3 separate regions of the Mus musculus genome follow, and regions 1 and 3 are each linked to region 2. Evidence: chromatin contacts called from public HiChIP or PLAC-seq data. All regions are on one chromosome and are shown on one strand. Each heading gives the region's core, a stretch centred on a gene start, on an enhancer-like site or on the middle of the called end of the contact. The rest is flanking DNA. Distances are from core to core; before and after follow the strand shown.

The links. HiChIP or PLAC-seq counts read pairs in DNA pulled down with a chosen protein or histone mark.
Region 1: a contact with region 2 is called in an H3K27ac HiChIP or PLAC-seq map of microglia, with 9 times the contacts expected there. The contact joins the promoter of Ophn1 here to the enhancer-like site in region 2. A contact is called at or near these places in 3 of 39 promoter capture datasets (liver and macrophages), 5 of 115 datasets of contacts at active chromatin or transcription factors (embryonic stem cells, fibro-adipogenic progenitors, microglia and 1 more) and 3 of 9 other capture datasets (adipose tissue, liver and macrophages).
Region 3: a contact with region 2 is called in an H3K27ac HiChIP or PLAC-seq map of microglia, with 9 times the contacts expected there. The contact joins two enhancer-like sites. A contact is called at or near these places in 2 of 39 promoter capture datasets (both in liver), 1 of 484 Hi-C or Micro-C datasets (LSK cells), 1 of 115 datasets of contacts at active chromatin or transcription factors (microglia) and 2 of 9 other capture datasets (adipose tissue and liver).

What each region holds. Positions count from the first base shown.
Region 1 is chrX:98,889,020-98,892,405 of GRCm38.p6, reverse strand. It overlaps Ophn1 (oligophrenin 1), which reads left to right and starts at 1,381. Exons shown (of 25, transcript NM_052976.4): 1 at 1,381-2,025; 2 at 2,152-2,324. The coding sequence starts at 2,171.
Region 2 is chrX:98,772,449-98,775,987 of GRCm38.p6, reverse strand. All of the region lies in intron 4 of Ophn1 (oligophrenin 1), which reads left to right. Among named protein-coding and RNA genes, the nearest start is that of Gm26000, 41 kb to the left of the region's middle. Within about 2 kb of position 1,292, at least 13 of the 459 cell types and tissues checked have an H3K27ac peak or open chromatin away from gene starts, as enhancers often do. A contact at or near this core is called in microglia, where this site is marked.
Region 3 is chrX:98,868,853-98,872,264 of GRCm38.p6, reverse strand. All of the region lies in intron 2 of Ophn1 (oligophrenin 1), which reads left to right. Among named protein-coding and RNA genes, the nearest start is that of Ophn1, 20 kb to the left of the region's middle. Within about 2 kb of position 1,539, at least 17 of the 459 cell types and tissues checked have an H3K27ac peak or open chromatin away from gene starts, as enhancers often do. A contact at or near this core is called in microglia, where this site is marked.

The DNA of each region.
Region 1 (3,386 bases), core at 132-2,631, 120 kb before region 2:
GCTTAGTGGTGTTCATTTCCAGTGTTCACTCCCACAATTTAAAATAATACATTTGTGTTAATTTAAGCCACCCAGAGCAGGGCGGTGGTGGTGCACGCCTTTAATCCCAGCACTTGGGAGGCAGAGGCAGGTGGATTTCTAAGTTTGAGGCCAGTCTGGTCTACAAAGTGAGTTCCAGGACAGCTAGGCTATACAGAGAAACCCTGTCTCAAAAAAAAAAAAAAAAAAAGTAAAAACACAGCAATTTTGGCCGGGCAGTGGTGGCGCATGCCTTTAACTCCAGCACTTGGGAGGCAGAGGCAGGTGGATTTCTAAGTTTGAGGCCAGTCTGGTCAACAAAGTGAGTTCCAGGACAGCCAGGACTATACAGAGAAACCCTGTCTCAAAAAAAAAAAAAAAAATTACAAACACAGCAATTTTGGCCAGGCAGTGTTGGCACATGCCTTTAATCCCAACACTTAGGAGGCAGAGGCAGGCGGATTTCTGAGTTTGAGGCCAGCCTGGACACTACCGAGTGAGTTCCAGGACAGCCAGGGCTACACAGAGAAACCCTGTCTGAGAAAACCAAAAAAAAAAAAAAAAAAAAAAGCCACCCAGTTGGAGGTAATCAATCAGTTACAGAAGCAACCAGACATCAACACAGGTAGCTTAGCTATTATTACTGTATTTCCCATTTTTTCTTCTTGCTTTTACTGATATAATTTAATGTAAACACTGCTGCAAATATAGTTTGCCTAACTGCAGCCACTCTTAATTTGAGAGCTGTCTTTATAAGCAGTCCAGGTTCTCCTACAATAGACAATGAACAAAAGGCCTTTTGGATAAACAGAAAGACAATTTATAGTAACTTCATTTTAGGTTCTCCATTAACAGACAGCAAATCACATGCTGTAGTTATTAGCCTGACCATTGATTTGGGTCACAGAAACCACTCTGTGAGGCCCTCCCTACTCAGGAACATGTTCAAATCCACCCTCTGTTTCTTCACCAGAGGTTTCTGGGCCTAGAAGAGATGCTACAGTAGGCACCAAACCCCGTGAAAATTAGTGTCTTGTACTAGGAGACACAGAAAAAGGAGGAAAAGAGTTGGTGGGTCAGAGGAAGGGTGAAAGAGGAAAGAAAAAAAAGAGGACTATCCAACCGAGCACTCGTGAGAGACAGCCTCCCATTATCCATCCTTTTGGGTTTTGCTACATTTATGGAAACTTTGCACGCATCCTCGGGGGCCTGGGCGGTACACCTGCCTCTCTAGGATTGTTGTGCCTGGGGCCGGCTTAGGGAAGTAGAACTAGGAGAGCGGCCACCCTGGAGGGTTGGTGGGAGACCGCAGGGTGGAGTCATGGGACGAGAGAACGGAAAGACTACATATCCCAGGCCGCCACGCTTTCCAGATGGAGTCCTAGGGCGCTGACTGCTCCCCAGTTTCCGTAGGGAAGCGCCGGGCTACCACAGCTATTGTGCGTAGCGTTGTCGCCCTCCTCTTCCCGCTGCCTGCTGCTGTGTTGTTGGAGGAAAGCAACGTTTCCTTGCCGCCGGGCTTAACTCTCTAAGTGCCAAACCCCACATCACGATGGCTCCCGGGAACCAGTAGGCGGTCTCTGCAGCTTCCGAGTTGTGGGCGACGAGCCCTGAAGACCCGAGGAAGACATCCAAAGGGATCCTGTGCTCTCGTTCGGTCTTGGGGTTAGGGCTCGGCCAGCGTGAAAAGGTGGCATTGGCTTTAAGAAGGGGGAGGGGAGGCACAGTCTGCCTCTCTTGGGGAGCCGGGGAAGGAAGCCTTAGGCTGGCTTGGGAGCGCAAAGAGGCGGCCCCCGCGCCCGTGCTCTCCCCGCCTCTACCCTGGGACGCCCGGGACACAGCGTTGTGCTTTGGGGAGACGATGACCAGGGGGCGTGCTGCTCCCTAGGCTGCACCCTGCCGGCGTCAGAAGACGTTGGTAAGCACTCCTGGTCACCCGCAGCCACCACCGGACTACGCGCTCCAGCTACACACCAGCGGGCGCTCCCAAGAGTTTCATTGGAACAGGTACCTGCCTTCCAAAGGGAGTGAGGCTAAGAGTCGCTAGAAGTGGCTCCTGAACACAAGCCACTGACTGGGTCTATTCTGCCGATTATGCCACTGATGCTCTCGCTCTTTGTCTCTAATCCCTAGCCCCTCCGCTATCCTAATCATGGGGCATCCCCCGCTGGAGTTCAGCGACTGCTACCTCGACAGCCCCGATTTCCGCCAGAGGCTCAAGTATTATGAAGAGGAGCTGGAGAGGACCAATAAATTCATCAAAGACGTGATCAAAGACGGCAGCGCGCTTATCAGCGCTATGAGAAGTAAGTGGAAGGCTTCCATGAGCTGTTTGTCTGAGTAGGTGGTTCTGGCCTTTAAACCTTTCCATACCACGGCAGGCGGGGGGAGGGGGGGTGGCTAGGAAGATCTGCAGTGACTTTCAACCCAGATCTCTGGGTCTGATGGGTTTCTGAACATTTGACAGAGGGGTCTGTAGAAGTGGAAAGTGGTGAAGACAAGTAGAACTCTGGGGCCTTTCCCTTTGGTGGCTCTGACCTTGTAAGACTTAATCTGCAGCTGAGACAGAGACCCTCTAGCTTTGGATTCACTCTTTCTTAGTAGATTCTTATTGAGACAGCCTGCCCAACCTGTCGGACACGGGCAACATTGCAGTGCAATGCAAGCTGACTTCCATGCTTACCAAGGAACTACCCCACCACCCCCTAAAGAATTGGGAATGTAAGGCTTTAGCTCCAGTATAATGATGTTTGTCCTAGGCTCCGGTTATTGAAGAAAAGTGTGGGGCAGTAAAAATGTACCCTTCCCCAATCATTTTCTAATGATCGTTGATTGGCTTTACCTACTACTGAATTCTGTCTCAGCGTGGAACAAAGACCTGTCTAGTTAGTTCATGGTCCAGGGGGCCCAGATCCCCTGGGTCTAAAATGCAGGACCTAGGGTGTGGAGTTGCAGCCAGGAAAGGACTTTACCTAGCTTTGCTTTTTCCGTGGTCAGAGCTTCCTTTTTATTTCTGCTAGTTGTCAGGAGGCTCAAAGAAAAAGAATAGTGAACATCCCCAATGAGAAAGAGAATAAGCAAGCCAACCCTCTGTGCCAAAATATATATGCAAAAGAATGGAGGGTAACGATTAAGTAGAGCGAGGATTAATTAAGTGTTCTCTCCTTGGCTGAAATGAAAGATAATTGTGAAAGGTAAAGTCACAGTGCGAAGGAGTCTCTGTCTGTTTTGAACTTTGTTTTGAGTGGATTTACCCTCACCTCATCCCAAGTCTAGGTTGAGTGGTCCCTTGTGCTAGGCTGCTACAGCCAAGCAAGAGTGGAGGGAGACTTAGAAGCGTTGGTGTTTCGAGCCAGTACTCCTCGCCG
Region 2 (3,539 bases), core at 43-2,542:
TTTCTGATGACTCTAGCTTGTGTCAAATTGATACAAAACCAGTCAGTACAGCTGATCCCTTGTCAAAACAAACACAACACTATTAGGCAACAACCCTTTCTTGTTGATCCCAAAGATCTTACATTAAAAACATAAATAACATAAAAATCGCACATTCTTTACAAAATCAAACACATTAAAATTTCAGTCCCTGTCTCTTGACTCTATTGTCTGCCTTTGGATCCCTTTTCCCTAAATGGGCTGCCCTGTCTAGCCTCAATAGGGGAAGATGCACCTAATCCTACTGCAACTTGATGTGCCAAGTCAGTTTGATATCCATGGGAGACCTTTCCTTTTCTGAGGAGAAAGGGACAGGCACACATGGGGAGGGGAGGAGAAAGTGAGGGACTGGGAGGAGACCTGGAAGGGGGGGGCTGAGATTGGAATGCAAAGTAAATAATTAATAAAAACCCCTTAACTCAAAAATAATTTAGTCCCTTTAAAAATACTACTTTTCTTTAAAATCCAATGTCTTTTAAATTTTAAAATCCCTCAGTTGTGGGCTCCAGTAAAATAATAATAATAATAACAAAAAATAATAATAACTAATACTTTACTTCAAGAGGGAAAAATCAGGGTACAGTCACAAATCAAAGCAAAACCAAACTCTAACTGTCCAATGTCTGGGATCCACTCATGATATTCTGGAGTCCTGCAAAGGGCATCTCCAGCTCTGTCCCCTGCAGTACATAGAACATCCAGGCTGTGGCTGGCTTCACTTCACTGCTGCTGCTGTTCTAGGTGGTCATCCCATGTTACTGACATCTCAATAACAGCTGGGGTTCTCTGCTACAACTGGGCTACACTTTCCCCAACTGAGGCTCCTTTCTATCTGATGACTCTAGCTTCAGTCAAGTTGAAACAAAACCAGCCAGTTCACAAAGCTCTACACTACTGGAACAGGAATCATCCCTTTCGAGATGTGTTTTTCCTTACTCTTCCTCTTGGTTCTCTGTTACACATTTTTGTTTCACAGTTTTACATCCTTTATAAAATTGGAATCTGAAACTAATTTGGATAACAAACCATAAGGAAGTTCCTGACCCAAGAACATGACAATGGTTCTTGCTTGGTCATCTCCATAAATGAATGTAAATTGTGGCAGGAGCTATGAAGAGAGAAAAGGTGGAGAACCCAGCTGTGGTATTCTTCAAAGTAGTTGTGGGTAGCTTTAGTATCTCAGAAGTGGTGTGTAAGCGTCTGGGTTGCAGACTTCCTGTATAATGAGGAAGCCTGTCTGTATGCTTTTCTTACTCAGAATGGAGTTGGTAAAGTACAAAGTTTAAGTTTGAGGAATGATGGAAATAACATTAAGAGGCCCACACCACTGCAAACAATGTAGTTTTGAAGCCATTTTTGGTAGCTTGTTTGCCATCAATGATTCCTGAGCAATCCCGTGATAGTAGAGTGGATACCATCTCTGTTTAGCTAGACATTATTCAGCTTTAATTTTGTTGTTATTCTGTTGCAATCTGATTCTCCAGGTTTAGGTTGTGGTTTCTTGTGGTTGTGTTTCTATCGAGATACAGAGTTGGTGGTGGTGGTGGTTTTTTTTTTTTTTTTCCATAGCAAGCTCACAAAACTTAATGCAGTGGTCAGAAAGGCAAATAAAGATAAAGCTTACTTAAAAGGGATTCCTTGGGTGAATGCTGAGCTTCTAAGAAATGTAAGGTTTTAGCGGTGAAAGAGTAATAGAAACAAGGGTTCAGCATGGTTTGTTCCCATAGTCCTAGCTTTTTTTTTTTTTCTAGCAGAAAATCGTGTTATAAAAATTGGGTGACGAGGCTCATCTTATCTGTTGTGGCATGGGAGACTGGGTGTTGCTGCCAATTCACTTTCAGTGAAGCATATGCAAATACATAATTAGCCTGGATTGTCTATTAGAAACCGCTTATATACTTGCTTGTTCAGGGCAGTCCTCCCTGAACATGAAAAACTGGTAACTGTGTCCTCCAGGGTCCATCTGAATATATTGGCCCAACTGGGCATCTGTACAAATAATCGCTATCAGTGGCATGTTTTCTTCTGTTCAAAGTCAAGGCTTCCTCGGTGTTTCACAGTCACATTTTTCTGTGAGTTTGGAGCTAGTTGCTTTATGAAAACCTATTCTAAAACCTAATGGCTTATAGTAAAATTGCTTAATTATAGGCAATTTGTTAGGCAGGGACCATTGAGTATCTCTTCTTTGCCATGTAGTAACACTCACTGAACACATGGCTCATTTTAGCAGTTTGAAATGGTGTTCCTGGCAAGCTTGGAAGCCTGGGTTCTGCTGGTAGGAAAAATTGACCAGAATGTCTGCATTGAGCAGACTTTTAATCTGACTTTTAGTCTCAGGGCTACTCACTTTTTTTTTTTTTAACAATACCACCTCATATCTTGCATAAGAAGTGTGCAGAGTCAGACTTCCAAGAGAATTGCTAAACAGTTATGACCTAAACTTAGAAGTCACTTAGTGTTATTTCTGGTTGATTTGTTCAAAACAGTAACATGCCCCAGACACATTTGGGGGTGGGGGTCTGAGGACTCATCTTGTAGTGGTAGGCATGTCATAAAGAGTAAGATCATGTTTTACTACTGCTACAGTAATAAAGAAAAAAATGCTTCACTAAATAGTTCTTAATTTTCTCCAAGTAAGTAAACAAAACCCACAATCCAGTGAAGTATAGAATGTGGTGGACAAGAAAATTCCTTGTGTAGTTTTCATTGGATGAAATATGAGTGTGAGTTTTAGTATGAATTATGGACCTCTGTAGAAAAACCTCCAAAGAAGGAGGAATCATGCAATATGAATATATGGTTTATTTCCATTGGCTGATGAATACAGTTAGACATAGGGATATTAAGTGTCATTCTGGGGGAAATATTTGTCTGGGTAGGACCACATAGGATCTGGAAGGAGGTGATCAGTAGAGATATGACGAGAAATAAGAGTCACAGATTCTGGGAGATCATATAGGTAAGATGACTGTTTTTATAAGAGGCAGCAAAGACAAGAACTATTTCTTTTGGAATTTTTAATCAAAAAATTATTTTGTTAAGTAATACATACATGAGTATTTACAGAATTTCCACCCATCGTCCCCTGACACGCCCTCCCCACGAGAATTTTGGCTTCTTTTAAAAAAACACAAAAATATTCTGGTAATATGTTTTTGTTTTAATCTTACGTGTGGGACGTGGCACTCTTCAGATTATGACTCTAGCAGAGGCATTGTTTTGTCAGCTGCAGATAGTTTCTGAGATTGTGTGACATTTGGAATTCTGGGAACTCTTCAGAGGGTATATAAATGCTAAGGCCCCAAGAGGCATGGTGGGTTGTTGATTAGTTGCTGTTTGTTAAGTAGTCACACACAAAGAAGAAACAACAACAAGAAATTAGGTATCCTGATGTTGAAGATCAAATTTGCCCCAAGAAACTTGATGCCCCTAATCAGCAGGAACTAGTTTAATGGTATATTTGCCTCCTTTCCCCTGTATCATTTTTTTCTCTCCTACCT
Region 3 (3,412 bases), core at 290-2,789, 96 kb before region 2:
TAGGCAGCTTTGTGCTAGCTAGCCTATGCCTGGCACCATTACTGAGGCAATTGTTGCTTTTGGGTCAGGTCTAACAAGTCCGGCAAGATCTGGCTGATTAAAGCATTCAGTTGCCCACTGGGCAAGGCAGCACTTGCTTGGTTGGTCTTCTTTCCAGGGAGAATTTTGAAGTGTGTGTGTGTGTGTGTGTGTGTGTGTGTGTGTGTGTGTCCTTTAAGGAGTTAACTCTTCTTGGTAATGTGTGGACCTCCAGTAGCCTCTGGCTATTCTGGAAATTTCTGATCAGTTGCGTTACACAGGTTTCTCATGACATGCATCTGCGTTTATGAGCCAAGCAAGAGTTAATAACATAATGTTCATTTTTTCCCCTTTTTAATTAACATGTAGTAACTCTATTATGGGCTACAGTGTGATAGTTCACTCCATAGATACAATACACACTGATCAAATAACAGTAAGTTTCATTGTCTTACAATGTTTGATATTTGTAGACACTAAGTTCTTTCTCGAGTTCTTTATAACATATATAATTACATTGTGAACTTTAGTCACCCTAATGTGCTGTAGAACAACACTTATTGCTCTTGTCTATATTTTGGTGCCCATCATTTGATTTCCCTCCATTTTCCTTCCCCTTATCCCCTTTCAGTCTCTAGTACTTAGTATTCTGCCTCCTTCAGTTTGAGGTAAACTTTTGAGGTAAACTTTCACAGATAAACAAGAACCTGCTGTGTTCATTTTCCTGTTCATGACTTATTTCATGCAGTATACTGTCTGTCCTCCAGTTCCATTAATTTTCTCACAAATGATAGTGCTTTGTCTTTTATGCCTGAATCCATTGCATGCAATTTTCTTAATATCCTGGTGTTTAAAGCCAGGCGTGGTGGTTCATGGCTACAGTTCTAGCACCAGAGAGGCTAGAGGATCGCTGCAAGTTGGAGGCCAGTCTGGGCTACATAGTGAGTTCCAGTCCAGCCAACACTATGTAGCAAGACTCTGTCCCCAAACAAGACAAAAATCTAGAAAAAATGTTAATGAAAAATTCTCCCATCCTCCTGGCAAAAAAAAGAGAAATGTACCACTGCTGTCATTAGCTTTGAAATGCTCTGTAAAGTTTTTCTTTGAAGATAATTGGTGGAGGGAAACTCTGTAGTCTTGCATCATTCCTCGTTTGCTCTTTATTGAAAGTTCTAGAACTAAAGGAAGATGGGGTAAAGAGTAGCCATTTTCTTTTCTGGAGGTCTTTTGTCTCTCTTTGTACTAAAGCAGGGGTCAGCATCTTACCCAACACTCATTTTTATAATAATATCTACTTTTTCAAGAACATAATCATAATGCATAAGCCCACCCCTTTGATTTGAGATATTCAATGGTTGGTGTGGCAGATGGCAGAATTAGTTCATTGAATCCGGGAAACAGTAGCACTCACAAGACTGAAATAAACAGAGCAATGTTGATTGGCTGTGGTTGGCTCTGGCAAGGCATCTCATTCCTTGACTGTGTCTGGTGTTGGCTGGGCTTGTGTAGTGAGGTGTGCAAGGAAGTGCTTCTGGAAATAGCCTACTTCCTCATACTTTATGAATGCTTGGTATCCAGATGGCACTCTGAGGTAACTTGCCACTTGAATGGGCAAAGGGTTGTTTTCTTAGTTCCCACCCTGGGGTATAACACAGTGTCAGTTCTCAGTTCTGATCTAGGAGTTTTGCTTTCTCAAATGCCCACTCAAAATCACAATAGTTCAATGGTTCTCTAGTATAAAGTTCTCTTCTCTTCCCTTCCCTTCCCTTCCCTTCCCTTCCCTTCCCTTCTCTTCCCTTCCCTTCCCTTCTCTTCCCTTCTCTTCCCTTCTCTTCCCTTCTCTTCCCTTCTCTTCCCTTCTCTTCCCTTCTCTTCCCCTCCCCTCCCCTCCCCTCCCCTCCCCTCCCCTCCCCTCCCCTCCCCTCCCCTCTCCTCCAGTTTGGACATAGTTTAGTTATGTTGTCTAGGCTCATCTCAAATTTCCAGTCCTCTTGCCTATTATGTTCTATCTTTGGGTATTTTGGATCATTTATGAAGGTCCTTTTGTGTGTATCTATTGCTTTGGAACTTTGAGCTCTGAGATGAACTTTTCAGTTGAGGTGATATAGAAGCAATCTGCAGCTCTGGTCTTAGAAAAAGGCAAGGTGTTGATGTTACACTCTCTCTTTGTCATAAGGTAACAGGGGCTCATTTCTCTCTTTGATAAGTTTGTGAATTTCTTGTTCATTAAAGGGGCCAGAGAGCAGCTCCCTTTATAGTCAACAATGATGTAATATACTAAGCAATGAAGGAGATGGGACAGGAACCACAGAAGTCACCACAGGGCACACTGCCCGGGCAGGCTGTTTGCAACTGGCTAGATAATATTTCACTGAAGCCTGAAGAAAAGGAATGGTGTGAATAACCTTTTAGTTTCTTCGGTTCCTATATATTCTTTGTGTTTGATTGTATGATTTTTATTTCAGTGGCATTATTTTGGGATGATTTGATGAGGATTTTTTTTTCCCTTGAAGTGTGTGGCAACTTATGTGATTTCTGATAACTTTACCAAAATGAAGTGAGCTGGACAAGCTTAGCTTGAGAGAGTAATCACAGGTTCTCCTTTGTAAGCAGGTCAGAGAGAATATAAAACTGACTTGTAGAAGAGGTTCAGAGAGGTGCTTGTGGGTGTGTGGATGGCGGGAGTCTCCCTCAGTTGTTCCCTATCTTTTTTTTTTTGAGACAGTGTTTTTCCTTGAACCGGGAAAGCTTCTGTTTGGAGTTAACCTTTGTTTTGCTGTCTTGAGACAGAGTCTAAGAAATGCCAGGTAGGCCTGGACCTGTCTGAGGGTGAGGATGCAACCTCATATATTTGGCTAGGCTCACTTCCCCTCCCCGCCCCCAGCACTGTGGTTACAGATGTGTGCCACTATGCCGAGGCTTTGCATGGATACTGGGGATGCAAAGTCAGGTTTTCGTGTTTGCATGGTAAGCACTTTATCCACGGGAATGCTTACCTATTCTCTACCACTTTCTTAAAGTCTCAATTTTCTCAACTTCATGGAGACTGTAGTGCCAACTTCAGTCACTGAATATATGTATAAGACAATGTAATTGAAAATAAAACCTTCCCCCACACCATGCATGTCTGCAGTGCTGGGGACCGAATTCAGAGCTGTATACATGCTAAGCAAGTGTTGATCTTTATCATCAGAGTTAAAAATTCTTAATAAACTATTTAAGTACTTACACATATATTTATGGTAGTATTTATGTGATAAACTTAAATGGGTAGTATCGGTAACTTGGCTGGAGTTATGTGTGCATCTTTCTTTGAAAATTCCGGAGTACCTTTTAGGAAGTGACAAGCAAAGGAACACGAGTGTAAATATCATCCTGCCATAGGGCCCTATGA